Regions from separate parts of the Xenopus laevis genome. Here region 2 is linked to region 1. The links are chromatin contacts, called in public Hi-C maps. All regions are on one chromosome and are shown on one strand. The core of a region is the stretch at or near the end of the contact, and the rest is flanking DNA. Distances in the headings are between cores, read along the strand shown. Region 1 has its middle 19 kb from the start of LOC108696531. Region 2 has its middle 31 kb from the start of LOC494667.

Region 1 (5,880 bases), core at 115-2,614:
AAAATAGTTTATGAAAAACAGGTAACTGGTGTATCAGACAAAAAAAGACAACCTTTGTAATACAGACATGCAAAGCACAGACCTTAGCTGGTATTTTCTGGTGGTTCAAGTGCATTCTGATGTTTGCTTGATTTGAGAGATTCCACTAAAAGGCTGAAAGTGGATGCTTTGGGATAAATATAGCAGTATGGAGTACTAAGGTAGGCGTTCGAAGCAACAAGAACTTGCATAAAGCAGGAGCCTACTTGAAAAACAAATGTAGATCTTCATTTCATCCTATTTTAACCTGAAGCTGAAATGTACTATATTGCATGGGTGTAGAGATTAGCAGTGGTCCCTCTGCTTTCGTCCCTGTAACGCATGATAGGGACTAGCTGGTGTGTGTTACTTGCTACATTGTGTTGGTTTAGATATGCCCCCAGGGTGAGGCAGGTCTATTTTTGCAGAGGCAAATTTGCATCCACAAATGAAAACAACCTATTAGCCCTTATGAAGCACCTGGCTGTGCTAGTGCCAGAGGGAATTCTGTGCTTCGTTCAATCTCATTACTGATTACAGGTGCAGAGAGAGGAGTTTATGGAGAATAGGTTTGTCATTGCTTTCTGGAACCTTTCATTTGTCACAAATATTGAATTCCATCTTGAAAAAGTTACTTGTCTCCTTTATCTTTCCTTACAATCATTAACTGTGAGATCTCCTAATATACACATGCCTTTGTCATACAGATTATGCTGGGAACTAATGGCATTCAGTCTTATAAAGATACTTTGTATCATCCAGATCTTGTGTGTTTTGCTCTCTCTGATGGAACTGGGGTTATAATCTTATGTTGGGTTCTGAGTTATTGAGGGAAGCTATTAATCACTGTTTGAAAGTGGTGGCAGATGGGGAGATTTGTCGCCCAGCAACAAATTGTCTCTACTGCGGCAAGTAATCTCCCCAAAACGCAGGCGGGATGGCATACGAATCGCTTTGGATTTCCGAAGGTGCCCAAAGTTGCGTCACAAGAAATTTTGGGGAGTTTAGTTGCCCACAGTAGCTGGGCGACTAATCTCCCCGTCTGCCACCACCCTTAAACTAGACTCAGGGTAAACTATCCTCTTTTGGTAGCCACCTTTGCAGCATATTTCTTGTGCACTGGCTACCCAAGAATCCATTCCAACTTAGTATAGTTCTGTTCTGCAAAGAAAATTGATTGAAAAAAATTGTAGTTCATTTCCTGGTCCTCATGAGAAACTTGCACTCTATGATATAAGCGTTAAGCTTCTGTAATAGGTAATGTACAAGATGAGCGCGGGGGGGGGGGGGTTCTGCAAGAACCGAATCCTGAGGTCTGACTTCCCCATGCTGACGTTAAATACACATCCAAGCCGCTTGCTTTGTGTGCTGGCACAATGAAGGGCTTTGCTCTGTGAGCAGCCAGTTTTAATAGCCAAAGCATCATCTTTCTGCCTGGACTCACACTTGAGTGAACACACTGATCTATTATAGCAGCCTTAACCAAGCCTTCTCATTCCCTGCCTTCCATTACTGCGCTCAATCAAGCTGCTGGCCCTTTGTGACCAGGCGTGTCCTCCGAGATAAGCCATCAAGACATGTTTCTATTAGAAAAGCTCTGGTAGACCAAACATTCATTAGATATAGCTAGCAGCTTGAAAGGTTGCCATCTCTTTGTTGGTCCAGCCTAAGAATCATTTACCGGAGATTCTAGAATATATTCCTTCATGCTATCACATTCTATGCGTATAGTTTATATTACTTTTTTCTTTAGCTTTAAAATGTGCTATTTTATATAAAATGCAATCATATAGTGCTAGCAGTTTCCCCCTCGCTGCATTTAGAAGGATATACAGGTATGTTATCCAGAAACCCGTTATCCAGAAAGGTCCAAATTACGGAATGGCCGTCCTTCATAGACTTCATTTAATCCAAATGATAAAAAATGATTTCCTTTTTCTCTGTGATTATAAAACAGTATCTTGTACTTGATCCAATCTAAGATATAATTAATCCTTATAGGAAGCAAAACCAGCCTATTGGGTGTATTTAATGTTTACATGCTTTTCTAGGGAGCTGTTATCTGGTTACCTTCCCATTGTTCTTTTGTTTGGCTGCTGGGGGGGAAAGGGAGACGGATGATATCACTCCAACTTGCAGTACTGCAGTAAAGAGTGATTGAAGTTTATCAGAGCACAAGTCACATGACTTGGGGCAGCTGGGAAATTGACAATATGTCTAGCCCCATGTCAGAATTCAAAATTGAATATAAAAAAAATCTGTTTGCTCTTTTGAGAAATGGATTTCAGTGCAGAGTTCTGCTGGAGCAACACTATTAACTGATTCATTTTGAAAAAATTTTTTTTTCCCATGACAGTATCCCTTTAAGATGTGAAGATCCAAATTACGGAATGATCTTTTATCTGGAAAACCCCAGGCCCTGAGCATTCTGGATAACAGGTCTCATACCTGTATATGCTGTGATGTAAAAGGAATACGGGATGATCCCCGTAGAGACAATTCTTGAACTTGTCCTAACGACAACTGAAAAAAAAAAGCTGTGCAATAGGCTGTTCCTGGACTGGTTGATGCCTTTGACTTTTATATTAACCCTTAGAAATATTCTAGGTAGGAAATACATTATCTGGAATGCTAGATACTTGGGATTTTTTACAGATGAATCTTTCCATAATGTAAAGCAGAATACTAATTATACACATGTATTGCTGTGTATACAGCAAGCATATTCTACAGCACTTTTCAGAGATTATACATCATTCACATCAGTCCCTGCCCCAGGGGATTTCACAATCTGCCCCAGCTGACATCAAACCTACATTTAAGCGTTAGCAAAACAATGCTGATGTTTTTTTAATCAGTGTTAATTTATGCTTGTTTAATAACCAAGTACTGTGTTATTGCAGAGAACAAGAATAAATATTTTTTTATCGTACTGTATTGTGAAAGAAAATATATTTTGGAACATTCTGGATAATGGTTTTGTGGATTAAAGGGGACCTGTCATCCAGACATAAAAAGCTGTATAATAAAAGCCCTTTTTAAGTTAAACATGAAACCCAAATTCTTTTTTATTAAAACATCCATTCCTGTTATAAACATATTTAAAAATCTCCTAGAGGCAGGACAGACGTTCTGTCCACTTACCAATCTGCATTTCCTAGATGTCCTCCTCACATTCCCCCTCTCTCCTCAACATCTAATTGTGTAGCATGGGCATCAGATCCCACATAAACAAGATGTTGACATGAAAGCTTGCCTTAAAGGGGGGGTCCACCCCATGTTAACCTTTAATATATTATAGAATGGCCAATTCTGGGCAGTTTTTCAATTGGTCTTCATTGTTTTTTTAATGTTTTTTTAATTATTTGCCGTCTTCTGACTCTTTCACTGACCCCATCTAAAGAACAAATGCTCTGTAAGGCTACAGATGTATTGCTATTGCTACTTTTTGTTGTTCTGCTTTCTATTCAGGCCCCCCTAGTCATATTCCAGTCTCTCATTCAAATCAATGCATGGTTGCTAGGGTAATTTGGAAATGAAAAACAATTGCAAATTGTCTCAGAATGCCCCTCTCTACATCATACTAAAAGTTAATTCAAAGGTGAACAACCCCTTTAATAACAGTGTCCACAAAATGGCTGCTGCCTGCTTGATATGATTGTGAATTCCAAGACTGAATGCAACAAAGTTTTAAATAATTTATTTAGTGTAAGTAAAGTTTATTTTGATGAACAAACACAATAGAAAACAAAATGGAATTATTTATTAGGGTGACAGGTCCCCTTTAAAGACCCATATCTTTATTATTTATGCATGAATTCTGTGCTTTGTTGCTAGCTGGAGAATGCACTGTAAACCAACAGTAGTTCCACTAAAGTCCATGGAAAACTGCATTGCTGCAAAGGCTTCTGCCATTGATAAAACCATTGCAGTCCGAGATTTTCCATGCCATGGGCCATTTATGTGCTATTTTACATGTTTTAATCTATTTTGTTATAAGACAGTTATACAAGTCCTTAACTAGCGTTGTGAAGATCTTGGACATGACGGGGGGGGGGGATACCAAAATATAATGAAGATTCTTAATCGGCTCATGGGATTTCATTGGGTCTTAAATAGGCAACTCTAATTGAGATAAACTGCGGTACCTTGTGACAGGTTGTACAATCTTTTAGACCGTAAGCTCTTTAGGGCAGTGCCATCTCTTCTTCTTGTATCAGTAGTGGGCTGTGGATATCCTAAAAATAAATTCCTGCCCATTTATGTCCTGGTGGAGGGGAATATCCTTATATGGAGCTAGTAATACACATCGCTGTTCTGTTTTACAATGCATTAATAGTAAATACTGTGGAACATACATTCTAGTTAATAACTATACACACTGAAATCTAGTGGTTTTTTGTTGAACTCTAGTTACTTTTTAATATATGCCTTTGATTGTCAACACATGCTTCCTGACCTTCGCGTCTTTGTCCCTTTAAAGATGAGTTGCTGGTGATTGGTTCTTATTCCATGGTTGCTCATAGCTATGTGTCTATGTGGCCTTTATACAGTGGAGCATGGAATCCTAGGAAGGCTGAGTCTGTCAGCTCACATCATTGAAGCTGCTTACCAAACGCCTGTACGTGGTGCTCAGGCTGGAAGTAGGAAAAGTAATGAGGCAGTTTAAAGCCCTCTTACAGAAAATCTGCCAGACAGCTGCTGCCCACATAGAATTAATTATTTAACTATGTGGGAAGCTCTTTCTCATCTGCTACAAACTCCTGCTAAACAAATAGCTTTTGGGGTACCATATGTAATATACGGGTAAAGGAGAGGGAACTAATCATTCTTTTGATGCTTTGGGACATTGCACTGGTTACCGGTTCTTATTTAAAAGCATAGTTCCTAGTAGCAGTTACCTTTAGGGTGGTGATACACGGGGGGGGGGGGGGGATTTAGTAGCTGCGATAAATCTGTGACACTGACCGACTTACTCTACCCAAAATGCCTTTTCTGAAGTTGGCCCAAAGTTTCCTTGTGAGGCAACTTTGGAAAACAGAAGCAACACTTACGCCATCCTGCCAGCGATTCACATTCTTGCCAGTGGGAAGCCGCTTCAGGGAGAATAGTCGCCCGCAGTGGCTAAGATTTATCGCAGACGACCAAATCTCCCAGTGTGCACCAATTTAATTCTGATTATGTATGGAACAAATACAAGTAGCTTTGTAGTTTGTGTTTATTTGTGTGCAATTATAATCTGCATCTCAAGACTATTTCCACATCAGGCTGATTTTCAGCCTGCAAATAAATGCAGACCAAGAATCCACCCCTACGTTCCGATCAGCTTTCTGATGTGCTGGCACCTGGAGAAGATCTTGGTACCTAAATGTGCAAGCATGCCTTTTGGTGTCAAAATATGCTCCATGTGGCTGCACCCACACCAACGCAGTGGCTCCAGGTGCAGGCACATCCGAAAGCTGATCGGAAGATAGGGGCGCATTCTCGGCCTTTATTTATACGCAGGCACATGACTAAAGCTGACCATTAATAAGCAGTTCTTGGGTGAGGGCTAGGTCTAACCAAGTCGGTGCCCGCCTACCCGTCAGTGTAATGGCCTAAAAAAATGCCTCACTTATTTAGATTTGACTAGGCCCATTGTGATGCTGACATTGCTGGAAAATATTTTCGGCCAAGTACAGCGCATGTATTTAATAGATGTTCAATTAGCAATTCCCCTGTAAAGGAACAGTAAAGGTGGCCATAGATGCAAAGATCCGCTCGTTTGGCGATGTTGCCAAACGAGCGGATCTTTCCCCGATATGCCATTAACAGGCATGGCTATATCGGGGGTAATCTGATTGTTCGGCCGTATGGCCGAAC
Region 2 (5,376 bases), core at 1,154-3,653, 86 kb before region 1:
CCATGTTGAGGTTTTCCTGACCTGCACATCACTAGTAATCACATTTACATTTAGGGGCATATTTATTATGCCATGTAAAACTAAATTTGCAGAAAAAACTATGTAAAAAGCTCTATAATATAAAAATCTATTAAGGTATGTTTTACTATACACCATGCGAATACCAGATCTGCCGCTTTTATTTTATTTTGCTTCCAGTGAAAGTCACTCTTAAGAAAAAATGCGTAAAAATTACGTTTTTTACACGGCGAGGCCTGGTGATTATGTGGTGTTTTATCTTGACGTTTTTTACACCACATAATTAATATGCCCTTTAATTAAAAAATGTCTCTTTTTGTATATCCCCGTAAGTAGTTCCCAAAGTTCGAGTCTGTCAATGTGTTTGTAGGGGGCCTAGACTTCATTTGTAGCTGTGGATGACTGACCAAAGGATGGAGGTCCTAGCTAAAGTTTGGAGCACCTGGGGCCTCGGTTGCTTGAACTGTAAAAGTCAATCACTGGTGTTAGAGAATGAATTTCCATGTGCAGTTCCCCTTAGCACTTTCATTTAGTGCCTGTCCTCCTCTACTAACCTAAGATTTATTTGACTGTTGTGCAATTCCCTGGTGACTATTTAGCTGGTGAGACTTGTATACAGCTGTGAGTATATAAAATTGGTAGGGCCAATGTACAATGTTGTTTTCTGAACTTTGCTAGCACCTGTATAGATCTTCAACTGTTATGTTTATTCAGATCTTATTCTTTGCCTTTGTAAATGATAGCTTGACATGCAATGCCACTGTTTGGTTGTTTGTTTGCTGTTGGGGACACAGTGTATAATTTGGGTGATAAAGAGCAGTTGCCTGGTGTGAGTGTTTGCTACATGCAACTCTTTGGGTTCTGTGATAATAGGTTATCTGCCAGACAACATGTTTTGGCCCTTTTTAATGGTGATGTAATTCAAATGAAATCTGTTTGTCCAACTGGCACGATGGAACTGCTGTGTTGGTCATTCCCGAGTATACTGCCCTCAGAATGGGATGCTTAGACTTCTTGCTTTAAGTAATACATTTGAAATACTAGCAGCAGGGATTGACGTACATGTACTGCTTGATGCAGGCTGCTTCCCTGGGGTTGCTGGGACATGTGGATTGCATGTTCAGTGTGATGTAGGCTGGTACTGAGTCATGGTGATGATTCATAGAGTGCCTAACTTTAGTGATACATACTGGTTACAAAAAACAGGGGAACACCAGGTGGTGTACAATAAGGTGGGGTTGATATATTTCATGTTCGTACAAATTGGCCCCATGGTAGGTGGTACACCAAGGGCATTTTGTGGATGTTTGATATGTTGACTTAGGTGGCATATTTCTGGTTTTATAGATTGAATCCATGTGATGGGGAGTGAATAGTATACATAGGCTACATGCTATGGGTGGTGCAGATTGATTTCACGTGTGAAACATATGGACTACATATGGTCTACATGGGGGTCTTTGATTCAGGTGTAGTTAGATTGCAGTTTGATAACTTTTGGGTTACACAGACTGGATCTCATGGCTAGGGGGCACAGCCACTGCTTGACACTCAGCTTGATACCAGTTTCTTAGGGTGAATACATGCTGCTGGGGATACAGAGCTATCGCAGGTCAGGGTCCACAGCAGAAGAGGTGTGTGCCTAGTGCACCTTCCCCTAGGTTGGGCCCTTGTGTCCCCCACCATAGTAACATCGTTTGTGATGGTCGGCGTGCAATTGCTCTCTCCACCCATGTTCCCTCACATATAAACAAGTGCACAGGAGGAGGGAGGCAACATAGTTGGCCAGGTTGCCCAGAGTTCTCTGCTGGCTTGGCCCGGCACTGTTGGGTCCTTTGACTGCATTTAAACATATACAGTAAAACCCCCATTTTATGTTTTTCCAGGGACCAGAAAAAAATAATGTAAAATCAGGAAAACTAATTATGCATTGTATAGTGGAGGGACCACAAATAAACAGTGAAAAATGAGGGAAAACTTAAAAATAGTTTAGTGCAGAGCAGAATAGTTGTCTGGTACAAGTGCACTGAGACATGTGTGATGAGGCTTATTGCTGGTAGTACAGACTGCTGCATTGGCTGCAAAATCTGAGTGGTACAGAGCCTGAAGTGCTTGGACCGCATGTCTCAAACACAAATGAGGGGTGTTTGACGCTGGAGATTCAGTGGCTTGTCCCTAACTCCTCTCTGGCGCCATCCTAGGCTTGGACTGAAATCTCCACTCACTCTACGTCCGGTTCTCTCCTTGTGCCGGCAGATGCCTCACTTTAGCTGGGCACACGCTTTAGAGCGGGAGCTACCATCTCCGAGAGGGAGGGGGCACCCGAGCCAGATCCACTCCGGCTCTTCCTGCCTGCTCTGCCTGTTGTCTCAGTTTAGAAGAGAAGGAGGGCTCTCCCCCTCCCCCTGGCTGCTGCTGTCTGGTGTACTGGTGAGTCTGGATCAGGCATGTGGAAGTGTCTGCTGAACAGCTGAGAAGGAGGAGGGAGCAGGGCAGCAGCGTGCATGTGGGGACAAGAGGCGGAAGGGCAGCAGTGGCACCGAGGTCCCGGGATCCTCCATAAACATAGGAGGGGGGGAGCCTTTTGTTCAGCACGTGCATCTGTTTGCTCCCCTCCGATCGCTCCATGTGGATTAACCCTCGGCGCCCCTCTTTAGGGCTTTTGTGATCGGCCACGCAATCTGCTGGGATCGTCTGTGTTTTGCCTATTCCCTCCTCCCCCAGTGCCGGGGTCTCCCTCCATGGGGAGCAGCGAGGAGCGGGCCGCAGCTCCCGGACTTATCTGGACTTCTCAGGTTGGACGCAGCTCGGCTCGCAGGCAAGTGGTGAGCCCCCTCTCCTCCTTCATTCGTTTCTCTGTCCAGGGATTGCATTTGGGATGTTGTTGCTTGTTAAAGCTGTGGCTCTCCAACTGTACATAAACTACAACTTCCTACATCCCCAGTTGTTACATGATGGGAGTTCTGGTTCTGCAAGAGCTGGAGAGCTTCAGCTTGACTTTTTTTAATTACTGTGATTTTATTTCTAAGCCCCATGTGACTCTCCTACTTGAGTGACTGTATGTGATTACAAGAGAACATACAGTTTAGTCCATCCATCTTGCTTTTGGACTTGACTTGCTGTGGGCTTGTATTTCTCAAATACATTGGAGTCGTTAGCACTAAATTGTATAATCTATCAAGCCACCATAGTTGGCAGTTAAATTGTAAATTCAGTTCCTCCTGCCGCTTTCCATTTCCTTGGGATATGGATAACGTCTCTGTTTGGGTTCCTTACCTGCTGGGAATGTGCACACTGGGCAGTTTCTTAGCCAAAAATGTGTCCATACCAGCCTCAATGTGTGCACAGCTATCCCAGATTTGGACTTGAGTCTGCTGGGTGCCTTCCTGTCCTCCCTTAGCCTTTCCCTAATGGCCCAAGTGCAGGAGTGTCCCTTGGAATGCCTTTCATGTGGAACAGTATTGCTGGGAGGCTGTAATGTTTACTCAGAGCATGCTCTCCGTTGCAATCACACACTCCCCTCCCCACTTTCTATGCATTTAGAAAACCTTTTGTAAGACCAGCTTTTCAGCCGTTGCATAATGTGGCTTCTCTTATTGACCGAGCAGTGTAATGGGTTTCCTTTGCAAAGGGCATACAAACGGATATGATAAATAGTATTTAGAGTAATCTGCAATGAGACTTGTGATGCATAGTTACTAGTGCACAGAAACGTCGTCTTGGTGCAGCAGGTGATAAAGAACTACAGAAGAATGCTGGGATTTGTAGTCTTGCGTCATCTTGAGTTGCACAGATTACTTATCCCCTACACTGAGGACTGCCTTCTGGTATGGTAACCCCCACCCCCAGAGGCTTTGCTGGGAAACCAACATGGTTGACTTGAAATTGCTGAACCTCTAGCAGTTATCCCATTACCCTACACCTCTAAATAAAGGAAGACTGTTGATATCTGTTGAGTCATCGCTGTTTAAGCTGGTTGGATTTGTCCATAAATCATTGCTCATAGCCAGCTGTGTGTGTGTGTTTTCTACCATAACCATTGGTATTTGACATTTATAAAAGCTAAATCAATATCCTTAGTCCAGATCTGTTGATGTGTAGAGCGGTTCTAGATTGTTCACTATGCTAACAGATAATTTCTTGCCAATTGGAACAGTCTTGTTTTTGAGTGCTTATTCTGGCCCAATAAAAAGTCGTTGTGCTGAAATTCTTTGGCTAGCTTTTCCCCCAACTGCTTATGGATGGAGTAAGCTTGGCTATAAAATGCAAGAGATTTAATAAGCATTTAAATAGTGGGCAGTGTGTTTCCTAACCCCTTTTGTCTATTTGTAGTTAGGCCAATAAAAAAGGAAATTGCTTGCTTTTTAAAGTGATAATTCAAGTCTGCTTTCCAATTTGCATGCTGTTACTTGAACATTTTGCTCCTAAATTCTAAGTATATGCTGTTAGGATGATTTTGTTTTGTCGGATGTATCGCAGTCTTGTGACTATAGAGGTACATTCGTTTCGCCCAGGAGCTATGTATGCGTGAAGTATTTTAATTGGCTGCTGGGTGTCCAGAGGTTAACTGGAAGTTTCTTTACATGATTACCTTCTCAATCAGTATCTGATTTGGGCTTATTCAGTTATCGTTTAGGCTGAAGGGATGATCCTTCTGGGCAAGCACCATGGGTACCACCTGCCCCCTTTCTAAGTAACCCAGTTGGTGTGCGGAGGTCAAGATACTTGGCACAGCTCAGTGTACTTGGACCAGTTATAGAGAAGTTTGCAATACTGGCAAGATATGCTGGTGACTTTAGTGCGAGAGCTATAATATAAACTGATTTATGTGCAAGTTCCTACAGAAGAAATGTAGTCATGTGGCTTTTGTCAAAGAGCTGGTTGTTCTCTGCTCTCCTTGGTTTTAAGTAGAGACCATCACCAGAAGCAGCTGCTGTTTGGATATGGAGGGGGTGGGGATAAATATGACTAATGCATAATAATAAGTTTGGGGATGCCCTTGGGGTGGTGTTCCTAGGAACCTCATGGATATAAATTTGTACTCCAATTTCACCAACATTTTCTACACTAGTATATGGCCCTTGGATGTGGGGTGCACAATATTTCTGCCTGCAATGCTCTTATCCATGTTGTAATCAGTAATGCGCTTATAGGTAAAAAGATCATAGTATATGTATATGCCCTTACTCCAACATATTCCAGTTTGTGGAATTTGTACTGCTGGTGTGTTCATGTGACTCTTTTGCCTCTTGAGGAAACAAGTGTTGTGTAAAGTTGCTTTGGCACTAAAGAACATGTAGCTCTAGCATTTACCTGCCATCTACCCTACTTCTAATACCACCCACAATTCTTGGCCTC

The links. A called contact is a pair of places that touch in the nucleus more often than the background predicts.
Region 2: a Hi-C map of the XTC cell line shows a contact between it and region 1, with 2.2 times the contacts expected there. The contact joins two enhancer-like sites. A contact is called at or near these places in 2 of 4 Hi-C or Micro-C datasets (the XL177 cell line and the XTC cell line).

What each region holds. Positions count from the first base shown.
Region 1 is chr7L:91,763,300-91,769,179 of Xenopus_laevis_v10.1, reverse strand. No RefSeq gene overlaps it. Among protein-coding and RNA genes, the nearest start is that of LOC108696531, 19 kb to the right of the region's middle. Within about 2 kb of position 1,364, at least 1 of the 7 cell types and tissues checked has an H3K27ac peak or open chromatin away from gene starts, as enhancers often do.
Region 2 is chr7L:91,850,653-91,856,028 of Xenopus_laevis_v10.1, reverse strand. No RefSeq gene overlaps it. Among protein-coding and RNA genes, the nearest start is that of LOC494667, 31 kb to the right of the region's middle. Within about 2 kb of position 2,403, at least 4 of the 7 cell types and tissues checked have an H3K27ac peak or open chromatin away from gene starts, as enhancers often do.